Regions from separate parts of the Mustela erminea genome. Here region 1 is linked to region 2. A link is a contact called in public Hi-C data. All regions are on one chromosome and are shown on one strand. The core of a region is the stretch at or near the end of the contact, and the rest is flanking DNA. Distances in the headings are between cores, read along the strand shown. Region 1 holds the start of ATAD2B (ATPase family AAA domain-containing protein 2B). Region 2 holds the start of SF3B6 (splicing factor 3B subunit 6).

Region 1 (5,855 bases), core at 3,230-5,729, 140 kb after region 2:
TTTTATAGATTGCCCCTTTGGTGTTACCTTTAAGAACTCTTTTTACTTTTGTAATTCCTAGCTCATTCTTTTAAAATTTAAAAGAATTTAAAATTCTTTTAAAAAATTTAAATTTTTGCTTGTTATTTTTTAATCTTTTATATTATGTACTTGAATATGAATCTGTAGGCCTCATTCTGTTGTCTGTTCTTTTCTGCTGGCTTTCATGATTTTTTTAATGTTTTGTGATTTTTTTTTAAGGGATTTGTATTTATGAGATTTAATTTTTTTGCATGTCCTCTGAAAGTGCATTCTTTCACAGATAATGTATGTTTGCTTTTCCTTTGTGCTAAGAATCACTTTTGACTTGAGCCTGTATAACTAAAGTTATTGTCCCAAGTTTCTTCATACCTAATAGATTTAGTGAATTTAGGCTGTAAATCTGAGGACCACTTCGTTGTTCTGAATTCTCAAGGGATGTCTTTTTTTCCTCTTCATTCTTAGTGTAGATGTTGGGAAAGGCAGTTTTCCTCATAGTTTCCTGAGGATGGGTGGTGGGAAGGTTAGCAGGTTTATTTCTAGTTCGTCCTTATACTTGGGTGTATCCTTTTGTACCAGGATTTTGCAGGGTGATTGAATTAGATGCTTTAACTTGAGCAGGTTCTGGGGTTTGTCTTGACCTTTTTTCTTTCTTTCTTTTTTTTTTTTTTTTAAGATTTTATTTATTTGTTTATCAGAGAATGAGAGAACACAAGCAGGCAGAGTGGCAGGTAGAGGGAGAAGCAGGCTCCCTGTTGAACAAGGAGCCTGATGCAGGATTTCATCCCAGGACTCTGGGATCATGACCTAAGCTGAAGGGAGATGCTTAACTGAGTGAGCCACCCAGGTGTCCCACCAGCTCATTTAGTTTTTTTTTCCTTTTAAGTGATTTTTAAAAAATATTTAATTTATTTATTTGACAGACAGAGATCACAAGTAGGCAGAGAGGCAAGCAGGCAGAGGGAGGGGGAAGTAGGCTGCCCGCCGAGCAGAGAGCCTGATGCCGGGCTCAATCCCAGGACCCTGAGATCATAACCTGAGCCAAAGGCAGAGGCTTAACCCACTGAGCCATCCAGGCAGCCCCAACTTATGTAGTTTTAAGCAAAGTTTAAAAACAGATTTTTATCAACTTTTTCTCTGGTTCATATTGCAGATAAAAAAGCAACTCTTTGTTATCTTCTTCACGTCTTCCTTTTTTTCTTTTTTTAAAGTCTTCCTTTCTTTTGTACATAATATTCCCTTATTCTATTTGGTGGTTCAAGATGCATCTCAGGACTTTCCTTTTTTTTTTTTTTTAAGATTTTATTTATTTATTTGACAGACAGAGATCACAAGTAGGCAGAGAGGCAGGCAGAGAGAGAGGAAGGGAAGCAGGCTTCCTATTGAGCAGAGAGCCCGACATGGTACTCTATCCCAGGACCCTGGGATCACGATGCAAGCTGAAGGCAGAGGCTTTAACCCACTGAGCCACCCAGATGCCCCATCTCAGGGCTTTCCTTAAGGCCCTGCTTGAATTAGAGGTCTGTGCCTCATTCTTAGTCACATTATATTGCAGCTTGCTGGTTTCTTGCCTGTCTTCTTCCTTTTTTTTTTTTTTTTAAGATTTTATTTATTTATTGGGACGCCTGGGTGGCTCAGTTGTCTAAGCAGCTGCCTTCAGCTCAGGTCATGATCCCAGGGTCCTGGAATCGAGTCCCACATTGGGCTCCTTGCTCGGCAGGGAGCCTGCTTCTCCCTCTGCCTCTGCCTGCCTCTTTGTCTGCCTGTGCTCACTCACTCTCTCTCCCTCTGTCTCTGGCAAATAAATAAATAAAATCTTTTAAAAAATTTATTTATTTATTTATTTGACAGAGAGAGATCACAAGTAGGCAGAGAGGTAGGCAGAGAGAGGGAGGAGGAAGCAGGCTCCCTCCTGAGCAGAGAGCCCGATGTGGGACTCGATCCCAGGACCCTGAGATCATGACCTGAGCCGAAGGCAGCGGCTTAACCCACTGAACCACCCAGGTGCCCTCTTGCTTGTCTTCTTGATTCCCTCTTGCCTGTAAGTAATTTGGAGGGCCAGAACTATGTGTTGCTATTTAAAAAAAAAAAATTTCCCTATTTCTTGGCCTGGCAGAGTACCCAAGACCAGATGGGTTCAGAGCGAACATTTATTGACAGTAAATGGTACCGGTTATTGATGTGGGATTGTTGAACCCAATGGTGAAGACAGAATTCTTGAGATGTTTTACAGTACAAAAAGGTGTGTCTTTATTACAGTACGGGGACAGGACCTGTGGGTAAAGAGAGTTGCATTGTGACTGTGAGGAGTGACGAAATATATAGGGTTTTGTATCCTGTGGAGGTGAAGTTGACCTTAGGGCTCTAGGATGTTGAGTCTGTAGGTTCCTGGAGGTCTATTAGTAAGATTGTTTTTCTTTTCTTTCTTTTCTCTCTCTCTCTTTTAATATTATTTATTTATTTCTGAAAGTGGGGGGGGGTGTCTGGGGAGGGGAGGGGTGGGAGGAGAGTGAGAGAGTCTCAAGCCAATTGTTTTGAGCAAGGAGCCGAATGCGGGACTCGATCCCAGGACCCTGGGATTGACCTGAGCAGAAGGCAGCAGCTTAATTGACTGAGCCACCCAGGCGTCCCTCTTTTCCTTTTTAAAAAAGCTTCATTTAATCTCTATATCCAACATGAGGCTCGAACTCATGACCCCAAATCAAGAGTCACATGCTCCTCTGAGCCAGCCAGGTGCCCCAAGATTGTGTTTTTCTTGTAAATCATTAAGACAGCTACAAACGGGTTTTAGCTCAGGTTGTGATCCTGGAGTCCCGGAACTGAGCCAGGTGTTGGCTCCCTGCTCTGCCAGGAGGCTGCTTTTCCTTCTGCTCCTTACCTAGCTCATGTGCTCTCTCTTCTCTCTCTCAAATAGTTGAATTAAATCTTAAAAAAAAAAAAAACCCAAAAAACAAAACAAAATCCACACACACGACAAAAACATAGCTACAAACAAAAATAGTAAAGTTTCATGTCCTACATAACTGGGATATTTATCAGTTGACTATTTGTTTTTCCCCTGCTGTTGTTAGGCAGCCACTAGTGCCTGAGGAAAATTAAATATATACATATGGTACCTTAAGGGGGGGGGTGCTTTATGGGCTGCCAGCTTGTGTTTTGCCCTCTCATCAAGAATAATAGCTCAAATCATATCTGGCTTTCTCAATGGAGGACTATATAAACAAAGACAGAAACAAAACAGGGAGGAAAGCACACAAATCCTTCATATTCTAATTTGCATGCAGGACACTTCATATACAAACGAAAACCTGTCTCTCTATTACTTTTTTTTTTTTTTTAAACCAGCCTCTTTCTATAGGAAAACTGTATTCCCTTCAGGGGTCTCCTACAAAGCTAACTGATTCAAGAAAACCAGGTCTGTTTCCATTATAAGGTCTCCACACCCATAAGACGCTGGTTTTTAAGTGGTGGGTGGTATGTTGCAATAATGGAAGTGGACTTCGCCTATTATCCTGGCATCCATACTTCTTTCCAAGCAGAACTATTACCTCCATTCGGTGCTGGACGAAGTTTTGTTCAACGACGGCGCTTAGATGGCCAGAATGCTTTAATTTTGATGCAGCTTGAGTATTTTTACAGGATTTTTCTTGAGCCTTCAATTGTTCTTACTGCAGCAAACGGGAAGAATTTAAGCCCAGTGAATAACAGACTATCGCGAAAATATCGAGAATTTTGGTGAAATTAACATAATTTCTACTTTACTGGAGAGATTTTCATATTGTTTTAAACCTTGAAAGTTAAATCACAAATTTTATACTTTGTGTTCAGCTTTATATATTCGTAATTCTTGCGCGGGTGGGAGCGACCGTGATAAAGGAGACTCTTAAGAGAAAGAATTCATTCTTTGTGATTCTTTCATCTACCTGGCTAAGGTTACATACAGAAAACGACCCTTTCTTGTTTTGTATACAGACGCAGGGGCCTAGCGTTTGTACTTCCTTAAACTTCACACGTGCCAGAAGCCGCATAGATCTATTCTACTAGAGTCTTATTTTTACAGCCACGAAAAGTGAGACTCAAGTTCGGTGTCCTGCTTCAGACACCTCTGGGATTTCCAACTCAGGTCACCGCGCCCTCGTGTTCCCGTCTATCTCCCGCCTTTGTCGGTCGTTCCTTACTCCATGCAGCCCATCTGGGGCGATGGTGCAGATGCTAGGGTACTAGGGTCGGGAAGGTAGTGAGAATTCCAAAGACAGCTCCTGCGCTCTCTCACCCCCAAGCCCCTTCTGGTTAGTCCCATCCCCCTCCCGGACGCCCAGCCAGACCTGGAAACCATAGAGCTCCCACAGCCCAGAGCGTCCCTTCTCGGGCCGCCGAGCGCTGACGCCGCGCCGCTGGGCGGGGTCTCCTCGAGGGGCGGAGGGAGAGGAGGGGGAAACCAGGCAGGAGAAGGGCTGGCCAGCCTTGCAGCGCCCCGCAGCGGCCACGGCCGGAAGCACGGTCTCGTCGGCCCTGCGGCGCTGGATCCCTGACGCACGGAGCTCGAGAGCGAGAGCGAGAGAGAAAGGGGCAGAAATGGCGGCTCCGCTTGGCTCCCGCTGAGGAGGGTGAAGCCGGTGGAGGGTCTGAGCTGTCGGCCTGGAGCATCGCTCCCGCTTCCCGCTTTCTGCCTTCTCACGCCTACTTCTCTTCCTCTGCCCTACTCTCGCCTGTCCTCGTCTACGCTCCGCAGAGTGCGGGTCGGCTCGTCTCTCCCGGCCCGGCTCCACTGGCCCTGATTGCCCGGCCGGCGGGCCGGCCTTCCTTGGCTCTCCCGGGCGCGGCGGGCGCGGTGTGGACCCCGTCCTCCTGGCTGGACCATGGTGAACACCCGGAAGAGCTCTCTGCGTCTTCTCGGGTCGAAGTCGCCTGGGCCCGGGCCTGGGCCTGGGGCCGGAGCAGAGCCTGGGGCGACCGGAGGCAGCAGCCATTTCATCTCCTCTCGGACCCGCTCCTCCAAGACCCGCGCTGCCAGCTGCCCCGGCGCCAAGGCCGGGGGAAGCGGTGGCGCCGGCGTCGCTCTGGAAGAGGCCCGGGTAAGAGCGCGGCGGCCCGAGTCCGGAGGCTGGCGAGGGCCGGCCCGGCCGCCGGGGCTTTGTCTGGCCGGGTTAGGGCAGGAAGCCTCCAGCGGAGACCGCTTGGGCGGCTGGGGACCGGGTCTGCGGGTGCGGTGAAGGATGGCACCCGGCTAGGCAGGGCTGCGACAGCTTTGCTGGTCCGGCTCTTTTGTGTGAGGAACAGGACTGGAGTGTGGGGGGAGAGAGCTCTGGGGGGTCTTTTCGGGGACATCAGAACGGTCGGCTTTCCGTGTCCTTGCCGTGCCTTAGAGGGGAATTCTAGGGAAGCCGGAGCGGAGGGCCGGAGTCCCCGGGTGGAAGGGCTGGGGAAGAGAAGTGAAAGTTTTCTGCGGTGTCAAACCCTTCTTGTAAGTGTGTCAGCTCCTGCCGGTGTCTCAACTCCAGCTTACTCTCAAACTGTTTGGGGGTGGTTCAAGTTGGTGAGGAAGTGAACGGAGAGCTCCAGTTGGCAGCCAGGCAGGGATGCTGAAAAAAGTTTGGAGCTGCTCTGACACCAACTTTAGAAACAAAATCAACGCTATCGCCTCTCCAGGCAGCAGAGATCAAGCAGGATTTTGGTGGCTGGGGAATCAGCCAGCTAGCGAGCCAGGGTTCTAGCAGGGACCCAGGAGAGCTTTCCAGTAGAGCTTCAAGTCTCAAAAGGGGCACGTCGAATGTTTTGGATTGTACACACTGTCTTCAGATTGTATGGTTTCCTGGATGTCTGCATTTTTGTTATGG
Region 2 (6,177 bases), core at 3,385-5,884:
TAGTATGAGGTCCTCATACCATGTTACCAATGACCTTATGTTGAGGCTGAAAACCAAGGTTAGCAGATGGAAAGCCTAGAAAGCACTGGATAGAAGGCCTGTGCCCATCTTCACACTGTAGGCCCACCAGTAGTCTCAGCAGCTCAAAGTCTCGCTGAGCTTCTCTCTGTGAGCCCTAGTAGGGTAGAAGGGGCCAGTCAGTCTTTTATTCCTCCTCAGTCCCACTGAAGTCAGTCAAGAGATGACGGGGCCAGCCTAAGATTTGGTCCCTGTTGTCAGGGAATAGAGTAAATTGGGAAGACAAGGCATGTACAGAAATTAGACAACCACAGAGTTCAGAAGATGGCCTTGTCTCAAGATGGGAGTGGGAGGGAGAGAGGCACCTGGGTGGCTCATTCAGTTAAGCATCTGCCTTCAGCTCGGTTTATGATCCCAGGGTCCTGGGATCAAGCCCTGCATCGGGCTCCCTGCTCAGCGGGGAGTCTGCTTGTCCCTCTCCCTCTGCTCCTCCCTCCAGGGCTTGCTCGCTCTCTGTCAAATGAAAAAATGAAATCTTAAAAAAAAACAAAACTCAAGATGGGAATAGTTAGTGTGGGCACAGATGATAAGAGAGGGCTTTCTGGAAGAGAAGGACTTGAAGGGTGGGTAAAGTTGAGATGTGATAGAAGGCAAGCCTTGGTGGTTTAAGGCAGTGACCCAGTGAAATCAGCTGCTCCACTCAGAGTGAAGGATGATTATCATCTGTGAAAGACGACACTAGGACTGGGTTTCAGTGGCCCTGAATGGCACATTGCCAGAACCTGATGCAAGAGCCACCTGAGAACCACTTTATATTTTGAGAAGAAAGTGACATAATGAAAGCTCCATTTAAGTAAGGATCCTGATGGTTGTGTATGGTGACGGGATCGTTGAGACCAGTTGGAGACCAGTTTCAGACTGAAGGGGAACGGGCTTCAGGTGGTGACAGTGGGAATGGTACACATTTTTTTTTTTTTAAGATTTTATTTATTCATTTGACAGACAGAGATCACAAGTAGGCAGAGAGGCAGGCAGAGAGAGAGGAAGGGAAGCAGGCTCCCTGCTGAGCAGAGAGCCCAGCTCGGGGCTCCATCCCAGGACCCTGAGATCATGACCTGAGCCGAAGGCAGAGGCTTTAACCCACTGAGCCACCGAGGTGCCCCAATGGTACATATTCTTATCTATTAAGGTACATGTCAGAGATGCGCATCTCGGGATCATTTCTTAAGTAAAACAGATTGTGGATGTGACTGCTAACAACTTTGTTTCAAAATGTTTTCTTCCACTTTGATAAGAGTCAGTAAAACAAAAAAGAGCTGTCATCGTGTTAAGAGACCAAGAAACTGGGCATTTGGTGGGCCAGGGCCAGGGGCATGTGGTAGAATATGCCTGCGTGGGGCACGTGTAGCACTTGTAAAGAGAATGGTTTTTGTACTTTGTGCCGCAGGAAACGTTCAGGCTGGAGAGACTGTGCTAATCCATGCAGGATCAAGTGGTGTGGGCACGGCTGCCATCCAACTCGCACGCATGGCTGGAGCTATTCCTCTAGTCACAGCTGGCTCCCGGCACAAGCTTCAGATGGCAGAAAAGCTTGGAGCAGCAGCCGGATTCAATTACAAAGAAGAGGATTTTTCTGAAGCAACACTGAAGTTCACCAAAGGTAAGCAGTAGCTCCTGCAGCCCAACAGGAATTTCAGAGATGGTTCAGTCAAGTCCTCACCAGCCTGAAGTTTGCCAGTGCTCTGCTAAATACACAGCAGCTACCCAGCCAAATTCTAGCATTCAGGTGTTTGACCTCTGGAGACAGGCAGGCAGTGTTAGGACTAAAATGTTTCTGTGTGCATTCTCGTAAGGGATAGCATTCATACGCTTTCTAGAAACCGGATGAGTCTGAGAGAGTTGGACTAGAATTAGCCAGGAGCCATTCTTCAGAGTCACTCTGCAATGAGTTAACAGGAGCTTGGTGTGGTCAGAGTAGGGTTAGGATGATAGCTCTCTAAAGATGTGAGCCTCTGTATTCCCAAGCCAAATATGTCTGTTTTTGGCTTATCCCTTTCCATTTTTCGCATGAGTTAAAAAGGAAACGTGAAACGAATACTTGTAAAACTACGATTCAGATAACCCAGTGCAGACATTTCATAATTTAGATGCAAACCTGCCTGTCCTGTAGACTGGGCAGACCTCCCCTGTTCTATTCTCATTCGTGCCTGGGTGACTGTGAGTTTTGTACTTAAGGGGGATCAAGAGAGATAAACCAGGTCATGGTGTTGCCCCATTTCCCTCTTGCTGTGGCTAGGAATCATAAAACATGAATTATAGCACACATGTATGATAAAGTTCAGTTACCTAAACTCCATCTACAACAGTGTTTCTATGAGTAGTGTTTCTAGTTCCAAGCTACAGATTTACCAATCCCACCTGTGTATATACCCATATATTCACAAATATACTATGGAATCTTACTTTGCACAAAGCCTTCTGTGTCTGAGGAGCATTACAAATCTGTGTTTCCTGTGAAAGGTGCTGGAGTCAACCTTATTCTAGACTGCATAGGTGGCTCCTACTGGGAGAAAAACGTCAACTGCCTGGCTCTAGATGGTCGCTGGATTCTCTACGGTCTGATGGGAGGAACTGACGTCAGTGGACCTCTATTTTCAAAGCTACTTTTTAAACGAGGAAGTCTGATCACCACTCTGCTGAGGTCTAGGGACAAAAAGGTGAATGATGAGTGAGAAGATAATGTGATGTAATTATTACCCACTAAAGTGTGGTGCGCTTATGTAGCTCCAAGAAAGGAAGATCTGACACGTCTTCTGTGAGAGCACCTATGTAGAAACCTGCCCCCTCCCATGGATAAATAAGTAACCATTTTCACAGAACTAATTAAAAGTAGTCAATAGAAAGTCTCAACATCTTGGAACGTAGGGAACATTTCACCTGTTATTTAAAATTTTCTAACAGAATGAACAAAGCATTGACAGTATTAGGAAATACATTTTTTTTTTTAAACAATTTTTTTTTTTTTAAGATTTTATTTATTTATTTGACAGAGAGAAATCACAAGTAGATGGAGAGGCAGGCAGAGATAGAGAGGGAAGCAGGCTCCCTGCTGAGCAGAGAGCCCGATGCGGGCCTCGATCCCAGGACCCTGAGATCATGACCTGAGCCGAAGGCAGCGGCTTAACCCACTGAGCCACCCAGGCGCCCATTTCTAATAGTGCCAAGATGTCTTCAAAGGAAAACTCTTCTCGGTGTGATAAGAAAGGTGAATAAGGTTAGTTAAGGTTCTGCCTTCAATAGATTATGTTATTGAAATCTTCTCTATGTGGGACTCCAGCAGGTGCCAGACTGGGGAATGTTTTCCCACTGAGTATTTCACACCTGTGGGATAGTAGAGCTTAAACATCCCTTTTGAACTGAGCCAACAGAAATCCTGTCTGTGGTCACCACCTGCTTTAAACCTTTAAGAACAGTCGTGTTGCCAGTGCCACTAATATCTTAGTACAGGATTGAGGCTTTTTCCCTGGTACAGAAGAGATTATACATTTGGGGGCATGCACATACATGCTGGCAGTGAAGGGGGTGGGTATGCTCTGTGCATCTTCAGGTGTGTACACATTTCAGAGAGAGCACAGAGGCTACTAAGAGAATGGGGAGCGGCAAGGTAAAGTCTTTGTCTAGGCTGATGTCTTCTTTTCCTTATCTTAAGTACAAGCAAAGGCTGGTGGAGGCTTTCACAGAACAAGTCCTACCCCACTTCTCCACGGAGAGTCCCCAACGTCTACTGCCCGTGCTGGACAGAGTCTACCCCGTGACTGCCATCCAAGAGGCCCATGCATACATGGAGAGTAACAAGAACGTGGGCAAAATCGTCCTGGAACTGCCGCAGTGAAGGACAAGTTTCCCAGGACAAACTGGAGAAAGTCCATAGGACGCGGGAAAGAGATCGGGTGCCACTCCAAGCCGCCCTGTAACCTCCTGGCCCTCCCCTGGTCTCGCCTACGGATTCGTGTAAAAACAATCGAATGAAATAAAGAGTAGATTTGAAGGGTTGCCCTCTCACTGCGGCGGCCCCAGACCGCGGCCTGGGCCGCCGCGGCGCGGGTGGGGTGGGAGGCGCGACCGCAGTTGTCGCAGGGATTACAGCAAAGGCCGGGACAGTGGGTGCGCAACTCGGGCTGGTCCGGGGCCGGGGGTCCCGGATACCGAACGAACAGCGTCAGCCACCATACAACGAGCCACAACCCCCGAAAGCCTCTCTGCGCAGCGCCAGCAGCCCGGGCCCACCCACCAGCCTACATCCCCGCCCCGCGCGCCTCATCGAGGCCGGTCCCACGTCAGGACCCACCCTATCCCCCCGCAACTCACCTGGGGGCGGCCCCACCTCGTCCCGCTCTCCTAGGCCCCGCCCCTCTGGCCGGATCCTCCGCTCAGGGCCTCCTCGACAGGAACACCGCCCCTTCTTTAACCCAGGCCCCGCCCTTTCCGGTGCGGCTCGTAAAATGGTCTTCAACGCTCGCCTTTCATTTTACCGTCGTCTCTTTTCGTTTCAGATTCCTTCGGCGCCGGAGTCTTTTCGAAAGGGGACATTACGTCAGCACGTCTGGACGTAAGAGGGCGATCATCCGGCGTGTAGTAAAGCTTCCGGCGGAGGTTGGATGTTGATGTCCTGAGTTGGAGGCCGTGTGGCGGTCCAGTAGAGCGAGCTCCGGAGGTGTCCGGAGGAATTCCAGTGTTTGTTGCAGTAACTTTATCATCCCGCCAAGATGGCGATGCAAGCGGCCAAGAGGGCGAATGTGAGTTTCCGGGCATTCAGCAGAAGAATGGGGCGGGGTGGGGGGTGGACCTCGCTCCTGGACTTTCTTAACGGCGTGGAACTGTGTATTTTGCCCCTGCTCGGTTCCCCAGGCCAGAGTAGCCCCGAACTTACTGTCCTAATACTGGCAGTTCCATCCTGGCCCTGTCCTTGCGGATATGCTCCTTGAGCCACAGTTCCGGCTCCAACCCTTTTGAGAGTTCCCTCGGTTTCTTACTCTGGTGTCAGTCCTACAGCATTTGTTGCTTGATCAGCACCTACGACCTACGACCCCAAGTCAGTAGCACAACTTAGTCTGCAATAAGTAATCTAATATCTCACAGGCAACCAAAGCCTGGGATTCTCCTAAAGTCACGGAGTGTTTTGGATTTTTCATTAATGTCTTAATATGTTTGAGCACCTACTGTGTGCCGGAATTGAGAGATAGGGAAGAATTCAGAGGTTAAATTTACCGAACATGTACTGTGTGCCTGACACTAATCCAGGTATTGGGGATACAACAGTGAATAAACGAAAAGCCCTTCTGTTCACATTCTTTTGTTAGAGAATGGGGTATTATAGAAACCTAAGAAAAACTGTCTCAGGGAAAAGAGGGTAGGTCAGCTGTAAGGCTGAGAGGTATAGGATAATGAAGACAGAAAATTGGACTTGGTGAGATGCATTATTTTGGTGACCCTACTGATGATCGTTTCAGTGGGTGAAAATTTGGTTGCAGAGGGATGAAAAGAGGTTGGAAGTTAAGAAAATAGAGATGGCTCTTCAAGTTTTCATGTGAATAGGGAGCACAGAGGTTGAATAATAGTTGAGTTTATATAAGGTGTATTTGTGTGTCACTGAGAATGATCCAGTAGAATGGGAGAAATTGATGATGTGGGAGAAAGATGAGGTAAGTTCAGGAGTGAAGGTTTTTTTTTTGTTGTTGTTGTTGTTTTTTTTTTTTAAGATTTTATTTATTCATTTGACACAGAGAGATCACCAGTAGGCAGAGAGGCAGGCAGAGAGAGAGAGAGAGGAGGAAGCAGGCTCCCCGCGGAGCAGAGAACCCGATGCGGGACTCGATCCCAGGACCCTGAGATCATGACCTGAGCCGAAGGCGGCGGCTTAACCCACTGAGCCACCCAGGCGCCCAGGAGTGAAGGTTTTTGAGTAGAGGATGACAGGAAGAGGGGGTGGATATGGATGAATTTAGATCGGTGGGTTTAGTGACATGAATATAAGGTACTTACCATTTGGTGATATATATTTTCTTCAGTAAGCAAGAGGCAAGATCAGTTCCTAGGATAGGCAAGGAAGAGGTTACAATGGAACTCAGATGTTAGAGGGAGTGGTGGCGGTAAGGTTTG

The links. Hi-C and Micro-C count contacts between places; a contact is called where the count stands out from the background.
Region 1: a contact with region 2 is called in a Hi-C map of fibroblasts, with 2.0 times the contacts expected there. The contact joins the promoter of ATAD2B here to the promoter of SF3B6 in region 2. A contact is called at or near these places in 3 of 3 Hi-C or Micro-C datasets (fibroblasts, skeletal muscle and spleen).

Annotation. Positions count from the first base shown.
Region 1 is chr7:123,357,683-123,363,537 of mMusErm1.Pri, forward strand. It overlaps ATAD2B (ATPase family AAA domain-containing protein 2B), which reads left to right and starts at 4,480. Exons shown (of 28, transcript XM_032353194.1): 1 at 4,480-5,093. The coding sequence starts at 4,878.
Region 2 is chr7:123,214,591-123,220,767 of mMusErm1.Pri, forward strand. SF3B6 (splicing factor 3B subunit 6) reads left to right here and starts at 4,635. Exons shown (of 4, transcript XM_032353185.1): 1 at 4,635-4,814. The coding sequence starts at 4,785. It overlaps TP53I3 (quinone oxidoreductase PIG3), which reads left to right. Exons shown (of 6, transcript XM_032353177.1): 4 at 1,466-1,678; 5 at 2,539-2,735; 6 at 3,728-4,000. The coding sequence ends at 3,910.